Regions from separate parts of the Zea mays genome. Here regions 1 and 2 are each linked to region 3. The links are chromatin contacts, called in public Hi-C maps. All regions are on one chromosome and are shown on one strand. The core of a region is the stretch at or near the end of the contact, and the rest is flanking DNA. Distances in the headings are between cores, read along the strand shown. Region 1 holds the start of LOC100502539. Region 2 has its middle 20 kb from the start of LOC109940943. Region 3 has its middle 130 kb from the start of LOC100383382.

What was found. A called contact is a pair of places that touch in the nucleus more often than the background predicts.
Region 1: a contact with region 3 is called in a Hi-C map of leaf, with 5 times the contacts expected there. The contact joins the promoter of LOC100502539 here to the enhancer-like site in region 3. A contact is called at or near these places in 2 of 25 Hi-C or Micro-C datasets (ear and leaf).
Region 2: a contact with region 3 is called in a Hi-C map of leaf, with 3 times the contacts expected there. The contact joins two enhancer-like sites. A contact is called at or near these places in 2 of 25 Hi-C or Micro-C datasets (bundle sheath and leaf).

Annotation. Positions count from the first base shown.
Region 1 is chr7:88,466,300-88,469,698 of Zm-B73-REFERENCE-NAM-5.0, reverse strand. LOC100502539 reads left to right here and starts at 2,059. Exons shown (of 1, transcript NM_001364989.1): 1 at 2,059-2,396. The coding sequence starts at 2,172. The coding sequence ends at 2,297.
Region 2 is chr7:88,014,221-88,017,470 of Zm-B73-REFERENCE-NAM-5.0, reverse strand. No RefSeq gene overlaps it. Among protein-coding and RNA genes, the nearest start is that of LOC109940943, 20 kb to the right of the region's middle. Within about 2 kb of position 1,725, at least 9 of the 20 cell types and tissues checked have an H3K27ac peak or open chromatin away from gene starts, as enhancers often do. A contact at or near this core is called in bundle sheath and leaf, where this site is marked.
Region 3 is chr7:88,242,341-88,245,511 of Zm-B73-REFERENCE-NAM-5.0, reverse strand. No RefSeq gene overlaps it. Among protein-coding and RNA genes, the nearest start is that of LOC100383382, 130 kb to the right of the region's middle. Within about 2 kb of position 1,576, at least 13 of the 20 cell types and tissues checked have an H3K27ac peak or open chromatin away from gene starts, as enhancers often do. A contact at or near this core is called in bundle sheath, ear and leaf, where this site is marked.

The DNA of each region.
Region 1 (3,399 bases), core at 810-3,309, 220 kb before region 3:
ATTCCGGACATTCGACTTAAAATTAAGATGGATAGACTTATGAACCTGTGAAACAATCAACTAGACAAACTAGTTAGTCCATAAAGTTATGATGGTCATCAAGCACTAAAATCTATTTAGAGATAATGGTAAAGGCCATTTCCCTTTCAAAGGACAATATAACAAGGACGAGATCGAGGGCTCGAGGCGGCGGTGGTAGAGTATAGAGATGGGGGAGATGGTGTGCGATGAGAGGTGGACCAACCTAAATTTTATCTTAGGGTCCAAAATTTTTTTAGCGACCAACGGTTGGATCCCCACATGCCTTTATAGAGACCAACTGTCAGTCGTCAAAGTTGTATAGTTTTGGTAACCAACAGACTTTTGCTACAAACGTCTTTAGCGACCGATCAACAGTCTCCAACTTTTAGCGACCAACAATTGGTGCTTAATAAGGGTTTCTAAAACTCAACCGTGGTGTAGTGAAATTAGACCTAGTTTAGCCTTTCCCAAACCTCAAATCTTCATCCCTCTTTTACTCTACATCATATATAGGGAAGTTTCGGGTGGCCTGCTGATCCAGGGGCACCCCCTAGAAGTCTCCTCCGTGACGGGGTCCCTTGGGGGAGTTCTAGGGTTCTTCGTGAGCAAGAAGACCCTCTGCGCATGCGCAGACTGTGCAACCCAGAACGTGGTATATTTTTGCGGAAGGGAAAGAAAACATATAACAGTAATTCTCTGATCTGTATTACTGGTATACTAACAGGTATGCAGACTTGTCTTACTGCATGATTTGCCTGTACACGTAGGAGTTAAAATCAACATGTACTAGTAATTGATTCTTCCATCGAATGTTAAGGATTCGCTGACGCCTGGTAGTTCTGCACTCCTGATTGGTGGTTGCCTGCTGGTGGAAATTTTGTCTAGCGCTAAGTGGAAATTTTGGTTGTTTGGTATGGAATCGAAACGAGGAGGATATGCATATGCATTGCCAAGAATATATCGATGAAAAACTTTATCTCCTCCCATGGAATTCTGCGTCCTATTGTTTTCCGCACACGGGAAATATAGAAATGCATGTATGTTTCCTATATATCTGTGCGCACTAGGGACGTCCAAGTATGGATCTGAATAGGGTTGTTGTAACCAGTATACAAGCATTCAAGCAATGCACATGACATATCCGCAGGCAAGGAGCAAAAACAAATTCCGTTGTCGAGTCCATGCATGCATGCGTTCCCCTGTTGTTTTCCACATCTCTTCCTAGCTAGCTTAGCGTACTCCTATTCTACTACACACAGACTGTCAGTGAGTGTCCTTGTCCGTTTGGCGGTGGGAAGGGCTAACTGTGCGTCCCTGTGAGCAACCCTAGCTAATAGCTAGCGGCAGCTTTTCGTTCAGGTAACCTCTTGACTGCTTGAGGGCCATCTCATATATAAGCAGCCGTCGCGTCGCTGCCATTGTATAAATTAATTAAGCAACCTGTGAACCAACCTTATTTGCTTGCAGGCAGGCATGGATGGCCAACTCTTGATCCTGTCAGGCAGGCGCGCGGCGCGGCGCACGGTCCTCTAATCATGGCGAGCTGCTTGCTCCTCAGCACCCATCAAGGGTCCATTCCATTTGATATCCATCCATCCATCATCATGTTGCGATGCAGGTAAGCATGCATCCTATCTGCTGCCCCCCCTAATTAAACAATTTATTATTATAATAAGCAATAGAAAAAAATGGGAGGAGCATCACAAGCTGTCGCGCGCGTACGTCCAAGTCTAGGGGTAAAATGCATGGGACGGATACTTTTTTTTTATTATTGATTCACCCGTCAATAAAGTGTCAAAATCATATATGGAAAGTCCGTATCTGAATTTAAAATTTTAATATCAGAATGTATCGAGAGAGAAAAAAAAAACAGAATGCAGGGTCACTGATGTCCGTCTGTACTTGGTCTAGTTTCATCCCTATCAAAGGCACACATGAGTGTTGACTGCATGTGAGCGGTGGGTGCGGTGGCATCAAGATCCTGCCGGCCGGCCCCTTGTCTATATAAACAAGAGATGCATCTCTCCTCCGGTCCCCATCACCTAGCTAGAAAGGAGAGCACCGAGCACTGCACCACTACTGCTGATATGAGCACCTGAACCTTCTGGGCAACCACATCCGGTCCCTGCCCCTGATCATCCGCAGCAGCCATGGCGCAGCAGCAGGAGAAGAAGCAGCAGCAGAGGGGGAAGCTGCAGAGGGTGCTAAGGGAGCAGAAGGCTCGGCTCTACATCATCCGCCGATGCGTCGTCATGCTCCTCTGCTGGAGTGACTGATCCATCTCAAGCATGCATGATAAACCTGTGCTCTTTTTTTTTCCTTCTGTTTTTTCCCCTCTTTTTCCCATCCTTTTCACCTTGCCACTTTGGTGGGCGGATGACATGGTATATGAATGCTCCTTGTTTGCTTGCCTCTTGCGTAAGGCAAGGGCGCAAGGCTACTGACTTCTCCTTGTAAAGATCACGCGGATGTTAATAGAAACTACTAACGTGTTTTTTTCGCCATACTTTGGAGTGCCTAACTTGAATAGATGATAATTATAGATCACAGCTCTACTACTTAACATTGCCTCTGTTTCGAAGCAACTTGTGTGCACCTTTTCTCCATCTGATTTTAAACGTAGCAAGCAACATATATATGGTTGACTGCATTGGTTTTCGAATAAGGGCTGGATCTAGAGAAGAAAAAATATTCGTGTCATCTAATCATATGTGCATTAATAATCATATATTTCATCGAAGATTGCCAAAAAAATGATGCAAACCTCCTCTATCCTCGTCCTAATGTCATAACTAAGGATTTGCTAAAATCCATGTTCTAATTTTAATTTTTTCAGGCGATGGCTATTGCGTATATTTTATACTAAAATTATAGATTTGGTTCGTTGTGATTTATGTAGGCATAATCTACAATTTTCGTGTTCCAGAATAAAAAAATCCATTAGACGATAGAATGATTTCTATAGTCTGATAAAAACAAAAAAATGATTTGTTATGATAAAGACACAAATTACAAATTATAGAAACAACAAATTTATTTATACCAATTGGTTGTATAGGTATGTTACCTGAAATCATCTAAAAACCGGTACCTGAAATATAAATAGGAAAAGTGGCATAACTAACACGGGAAAACTCGCCATCTAAGAGACACATGTTGTGGTGCTTGTCCTTCTATATATATCTCATAAGCAATAACACGCATTATCACAAATCTAGTCTCTTTCCTATATTTGTTCGTTGATCATCTTTATGACAAGCACCTACCATCAACGAGAGAACATTGCCCCCGTTTGTTTCAGCTTTTTGGAGCTTCTGGCCACCAAAAGCTGTTGCGGACTGCCAAACGCTTAGCTTTTCAGTCAGCTTCTATAAAATT
Region 2 (3,250 bases), core at 476-2,975, 230 kb after region 3:
CGCCAAGACCTTCACCTCCCAAACCCTCTGATCTAGAGCATGTAGTAACTTGAGTGCTCTATCATGATCATCATAGGGCAGTTGCGCCTTGTTTGCCATCTTGTTAACAATCGACTTGAACTGAGAAAATATAGTGTATATGGCCTCTGCAGCCAACTGTACAAAGTTCTCGTACTCTCGCAGGTATGTCTCAAGAGTACATATGGTCTTTACATCATCATTGATCTCATGGAATTTCTCAAGGATAGATCAGATCTTATGAGTTGTACCCAAATGTCCAGCTCGCTCAAACTCACCAAGAGAAAGAATGAGAACAGAGCGTTTCAGACCTTGTTGTTCGAATCATGGTACTCTATCTGAAGAGGCGTCATTCGAGCATCCTCGACCTCGAAACCATCATCAAGGCAAATCTCCCATACTTTGTAACTGATGTATGAAGATACGCAGTGTTGAGCACCATTTGTGGCACTGGGCACAATCGGACAGTCCGCGATAGGATTAGATCAATTGAATTAAACTCCTATCTCCATGCGTGTTTGTCCCTCTAAACCCGTGGGAGTTGTTGGAGAACGGCTAGGAATGGGTCCAGACCTACCCTCCTTATATATTCAATTGTTCCTTTACTTTTTGCCCTTAGGAGTAAACAGTAGCGTAGCCTTCTTCACCTCGATCTTCACCTCTCTTCGACTCTACGTCGTCTAGAGGCATCTTGGGTGGCCTGTCGATCCTAAGACAAACCCTAGGATCTCTCCTTCTTGATGAGGTCCCTCATGGAGGGTTAGATCCAGGTGCTGTTGGTGAACGCCACCGTCTCTGCGCACATGCGGACCGTCTGGTTCGGCGCAAAGAAGACCCTTCTCCTGCCATAGGTCATGGACCGTCCGACCGCAGACCGCGGACCGTCCGCGCTGCTGCAGAAAGCACTGCCGCCGGTACACCTCGCAGTGATTGGCGCCCAAATTAGCGCCAACACGCGGACATGTGATCTTCCAGTATGGTAGTTCGTCCCACGGAAGAATGAAGGTTTGCCAACACCTCATTCCATGTCGCCTTCTGTGAATCAAGAACCGATTGGTGTGGATTGATCCTTAACCGGCTCTGATACCAATTGAACGAAAAGGCTACTAGAGGGGGGTGAATAGGAGCCAATCAAATTTGGTATTTTAAAACTGGAACTTGAGCACTTAACTTCAAATGGAGATGAAGAAATCGATCAAACCAAAAGCACATCAAGCAACCAGTGATCTCGTGTTTTGAAAATGTTCCTATGACTCACACGAGACCAATAAGACGAACGGATTGCAGATCGAACATCAAAAAGTCATACGCAGGGGCAACCGTCCTACTTAGGCTATCTCTAGCCGCTTACCCATTCATATCCAAATATTCAAACTCTACCGTGCGAATAATGTAGTCTATAGTGCAAAATAGTGTTTTGAGTGAACATATAAGTGAGCCGCTGGAAAGTGTATGTGATGTGTCAACTTTGTACTGTAATTAGCACTTGCATGCATTTGAATTGACCTGTGGTGCCACGCACCCATCAATTATTGTGTTGACGACAACGACAGCATGATGGCGTGTACTTTCAACTGGAATTGATCTAAAAAGCAAGAATTTACAACTTTCGGTGAATAATAATCACTGGACTAGCTGTGCTTGAGCAAAACACCCTCCAATTAATGATCCTATCGTACGCGACATAGTAGTACTGAAATTGCTCACGCGGTTAGCCGCCGCTCTCTGAAACCAGTTCAGGCTTGGCATCCTTGCTTCAACATTGGACGACGCAAACACCACCGTTCTCGTTTCAGCTGCTAGTTCCAAAGCGTATCGTTCTCACAAAAGCTATATGGACGGATGCCAATAAAAGTTTGGCCCAAACTTGGGACCTGATCGCGCACGCATTTCAAACACGATAGGCAGTCATATCCCTATCACCTATATATTTGTGATGGTACCTGTCGTCTACTGGGCAACATGCATTTCAGTCATCCCTATCACCTCAAATTAACAAATGAATTGAACTACCATTTCAGTCAAATTTCAAGCCTGAACCGGCCGGACGTTCACGAAAAGCGTGGTGTTTGTTTCAGCTTAAATTTATGTTCTGACCACCAATAGTTGTTGCGGACTGTCAAACGCAATCTTTTCGGTCTGAATCTATAAGAATCGATTTGGTAAAAATTGTTCAAAATCAATGTCAACATAGAATCGACCGAGTCATTGAGGTAGGAGGAATATGTCACTTTCTATATTTTAAACCCTGTAGACACATTTATCTTCTTCCACACATAATCTCCACGATACTTCGATTCTCCACACAGCCAGATTGTCATCCGCAGGCATATAGACGTTTTGTACTCACTACCGGAATTTGGCTCTTTGCAAGTACCAAATATTTTGCGTGTTTTTTCGGACACCCGACAAAGAAGCTCTTTGCCGAGTGTCACGCAAAAAATTCTCGGTTAAAACAGTAAATTAATTCAAATAAAAAAGTTTTCAACTACCAATTTGTATAACTCATCATGATGTATAATTTATATTTTGAACATTTCTTCATATGATAAAATAAAAATAAATTTGTTCATAAAACCTATCTCTCTCGTAGTTTAGATGTTTAAGATTTGTACATATTGTTAGAACCATAATGTGAAATGAACAAATGACCAAACAACCAAAATAAACTTTGTAGATCTTGAGAAGTTATAGAATTTTGTAGTTGGTAACTTTTTCATTTGAAGTCATCTTGTCAACAAAAACTACGTCTCAATTTAAAAAATTTAAAACTTGAATTTTGAAAACGATCTCGAAAGAAAAAACCACCAACATGAAAGTCGTAGGTATTGAAGAGTCATGAAACTTTGTAGTTGACAATGTTTTGGTTTGAAATCATTTTGTCAAGCAAAACTATATTTGAATTTTAAAATTTGAATTTTTCAAACTACCTCGGATGGAAAAACCACCAAAATAAAAGTTGTAGGTTTTGAAATGTAATGAAACCTTGTAAATGACAATTTTTTTATTTGAAATCATCTTATCATTGAAAAGTTCGTGTGAAGTTTTCAAATTTTGTAAACGGCCTCGGATGTACAAACTATCAAAATAGAACTTGTAGATCTCGAAAAGTTATGCAACTTTATAGTTGGTCATATTTTCATATGAATTCATTTAGTAACTTAAATAATCAAATTACTCTCGGTTTGTTATAGTACATGAGGAATGGAAACTTAATCTTGACATAAATGAT
Region 3 (3,171 bases), core at 327-2,826:
CGCTAACAGTGCATATACCTCGTTTGTGAAATAAAGGTGGTGGATGGAGAAATGCCACAGGATCCCACTTTGCAAAAGTTGATAAGTGCTCCCACGTTGTTCCACAGTTCCTACCAACACACTCAGCTCTCCGCCTTTTTTTTGGCTTGTCTTCCTGCAGATCTTTTCTCCTTCTCATGCCCGGTATTGGCAGCCATGCATGCTAACTGCTACCTCCATTCTTTTTTATTTATCACGTTTTAGTTCAGTTCACTTTTTAAAGTAAATTAGTGAGCGATAAATATTTTCGAGAAGGGAGGTAGTACTATTTTCCGAGAGTTGTTAAGGATCTGTTCTGCTTCAGTTCTGCAGACCTGTGGAACGGTGGCCACACACTATGGTCAATGTATCCAAATGAACTATGCATTCAGGAAAAGAAATCTTATCCTGACGTCAGTGAGGTGCCGTTTTCATGTTATAAATAAGTGGTCAGGCTTGCAAGCTTTTGAAAGAAAAATGTGTAGAGCTCCAAAATGGTCTTGCAGAAAGTCGTAGGATGTATTTGTGTCTGATTTCATTTTTTCCCTTAGAGGAACTCCAATAGGGAGTCTTCAATCTGGGCCTTCAAACTCGTATTATAGACTTATTCAATTTGTTTTGGACCGAACAAATTGGTAATCTCCAACCCTTGGGTCTCAAATCCCGTAATTAGCAACTAATTCTGTTTTACTTCTACCTTTGCCGCCATTCCTCTCTCCCGATATCTCGCCTAGCTTTTCTGTTTCCCGCTCATTGCAACTCCGTTCCTGCTCGTTGCGGAAGGTAGCACGGGCTGCATGCAGCAGGACAACGCCATCGTCCATATCTCCGGCACTACATCGTCATCCAACACGCGGCCTGCCGGCACCACAGTGCATCCTTCCGAGACAGCGTCGGGCCCCCAGTCGTCCGGCGTCCCGTCGTCATGTAACACCTTAAAAATTTCTAACTTAGGATATTGGAAAATTCTTCAAAAGTTTTGATTTAAAATATGTTTTTAATAAGAATTTTATTACCTAAAATTACTTGTCCTAAATATGATTTCTAATAAAGAGTAAATAAAAAGATTCCTATATGAATTAAGCTTATCCTTGTTGACTTTTACATTTGTAAGTATTCTTTGAGTATTTAAGATAAATTATCTCTTAATCAAGGATTAAACACTAGAAATTATTATTATTATTATTATTATTATTATTATTCTTATTTAAATGACTATACTTTTAACTTTTTCTTAAAATGGGTGTTTTACATAATTAAAGCATTTCGAGTAAAGTAATTAATATAAAAATATGTTGCACACATGATGGGTCTTTGCTTGTGCATTTAGTGAAAAGCTTGGGGTTCAAAACTAAGTTTTCAATTTGGATTTGAAAAACTACTAAAATTGAAATAGGAAATTCAAAAAAGAAAATAGAAAAAAAAGAAAACAGAAAACAAGCACTGGGTTGCTTCTCACTTCGCGGCCCACTACACTTCTCTCTGCGTAGTTGCTCCCTGTGTTCAAATTCGTTAGCCCGAGGGGTCGAGAGTGTTGCTTCCCAGCGAGGTGTCGTCGTGCGTGCACGGTCGCTGCTGAGATTCAATATCGGAAGGAGGGCGACGAACCTCTGACCGTTGATGTCTTGATGTGTAGCCATGATTAGATTGGGCCATCGTTTGGGTTTACTCAACTAGAGTCGTAGATAGGATAATCAACGGTGTAGATCGGGCCGAGTACATCATTGGGTAATTGAAAAGGAAATAGGATCAAACATTTTCCTAAATGATTTTGGTGTTTGAAATGACCAACACAAATAATTGAACTAACTAGTTTTCTCTAGATTACATGTTCTACAGGTGCCAAAGGTTTAGCACAAACCAAAAAAAGATTAAAGTTAGGGTTCAAAAGAAAGGAGCAAAAGAAACCGAAGTGAACCCTGGTCTGGCGCACCGGACTGTCCGGTGTGACACGGATCGACTTCAAACTCTTCACCTTCGAGTTTCTGAGGCCGCGCTCCGCTATAATTCACCGGACTGTCCGGTGTGCCAGCGGAGCAACGGCTCGCCAGCGCAACGGTCGACTCCAACGGTCGACTAACAACTGAACAGTGCGCGGACAGTTCGTGCAGAGTCAGAGCAGCGCCATAAAGCGCACCGGACAGTGAACAGTGACTGTCCAGTGCAGCACCGGACTGTCCGGTGGCCCAGGCTGTCAGAGCTCCAACGGTCGAAACCGTCATAACCCTAACGGTTGGGTGACGGGGCTGGCGCACCAGACTGTCCGGTGCGCCCATCGACAGCAGCCCTCCCCAATGACTATTTTGGTGGTTGGGGCTATAAATACCCCCAACCACCACCATTCAAGGCATCCAAGCATTCACTACTCCTCATTCAATACAAGAGCAATACACAACACTCTAAGACACAAATCAAAGCCTCCGATCAAATCAAAGTCCACAATTCAACTCTAGTTTTTAGGACTTGTGAGAAGATCGACTTGTGTTCTTTTATTGCTCTTATTGCTTGGTTGGCTTTCTTCATTCTCTCATTCTTAATCTCAAAGCCTTGTAAGCAAAGCAAGAGACACCAATTGTGTGGTGGTCCTTGCGGGGTCTAAGTGACCCGGGAAATCAAGGAAGGAAGCTCACTCGGTCTAGGTGACCGTTTGAGACAGGGAAAGGGTTGAAAGAGACCCGGTCTTTGTGACCACCTCAACGGTGAGTAGGTTTGCAAAAACCAAACCTCGGTAAAACAAATCACTGTGTCATCCACTCTATTTGCTTGTGATTTGTTTTTCACCCTCTCTTTCGGACTCCGTATTATTCCTAACGCTTTCCCCGGCTTGTAGTTGTGCTTTAAGTTTGTAAATTTCAGTTTCCACCTATCCACCCCCTCTAGACGACTTTCAATTGGTATCAGAGCTGGTGCTTCATTAGAGTCTAACCACTCGAAGTGATGTCGAGAGATCACGCCAAGAGGGAGATCGTGACCGACGGCGACAAGTCCGCAAGCTCAGGAAGAACTCACTCGAGAGAGTGAGAGCACCTAGAGGGAGGGGGTGAATAGGTGATCCTGTAAAACACTTGAAACTTAATCCACAAAACTTGATTAGGAGTTAGCACAATTAAGCCAAGTGGCTAGAGAAGAGAACTTGCACAACACGATGACCAC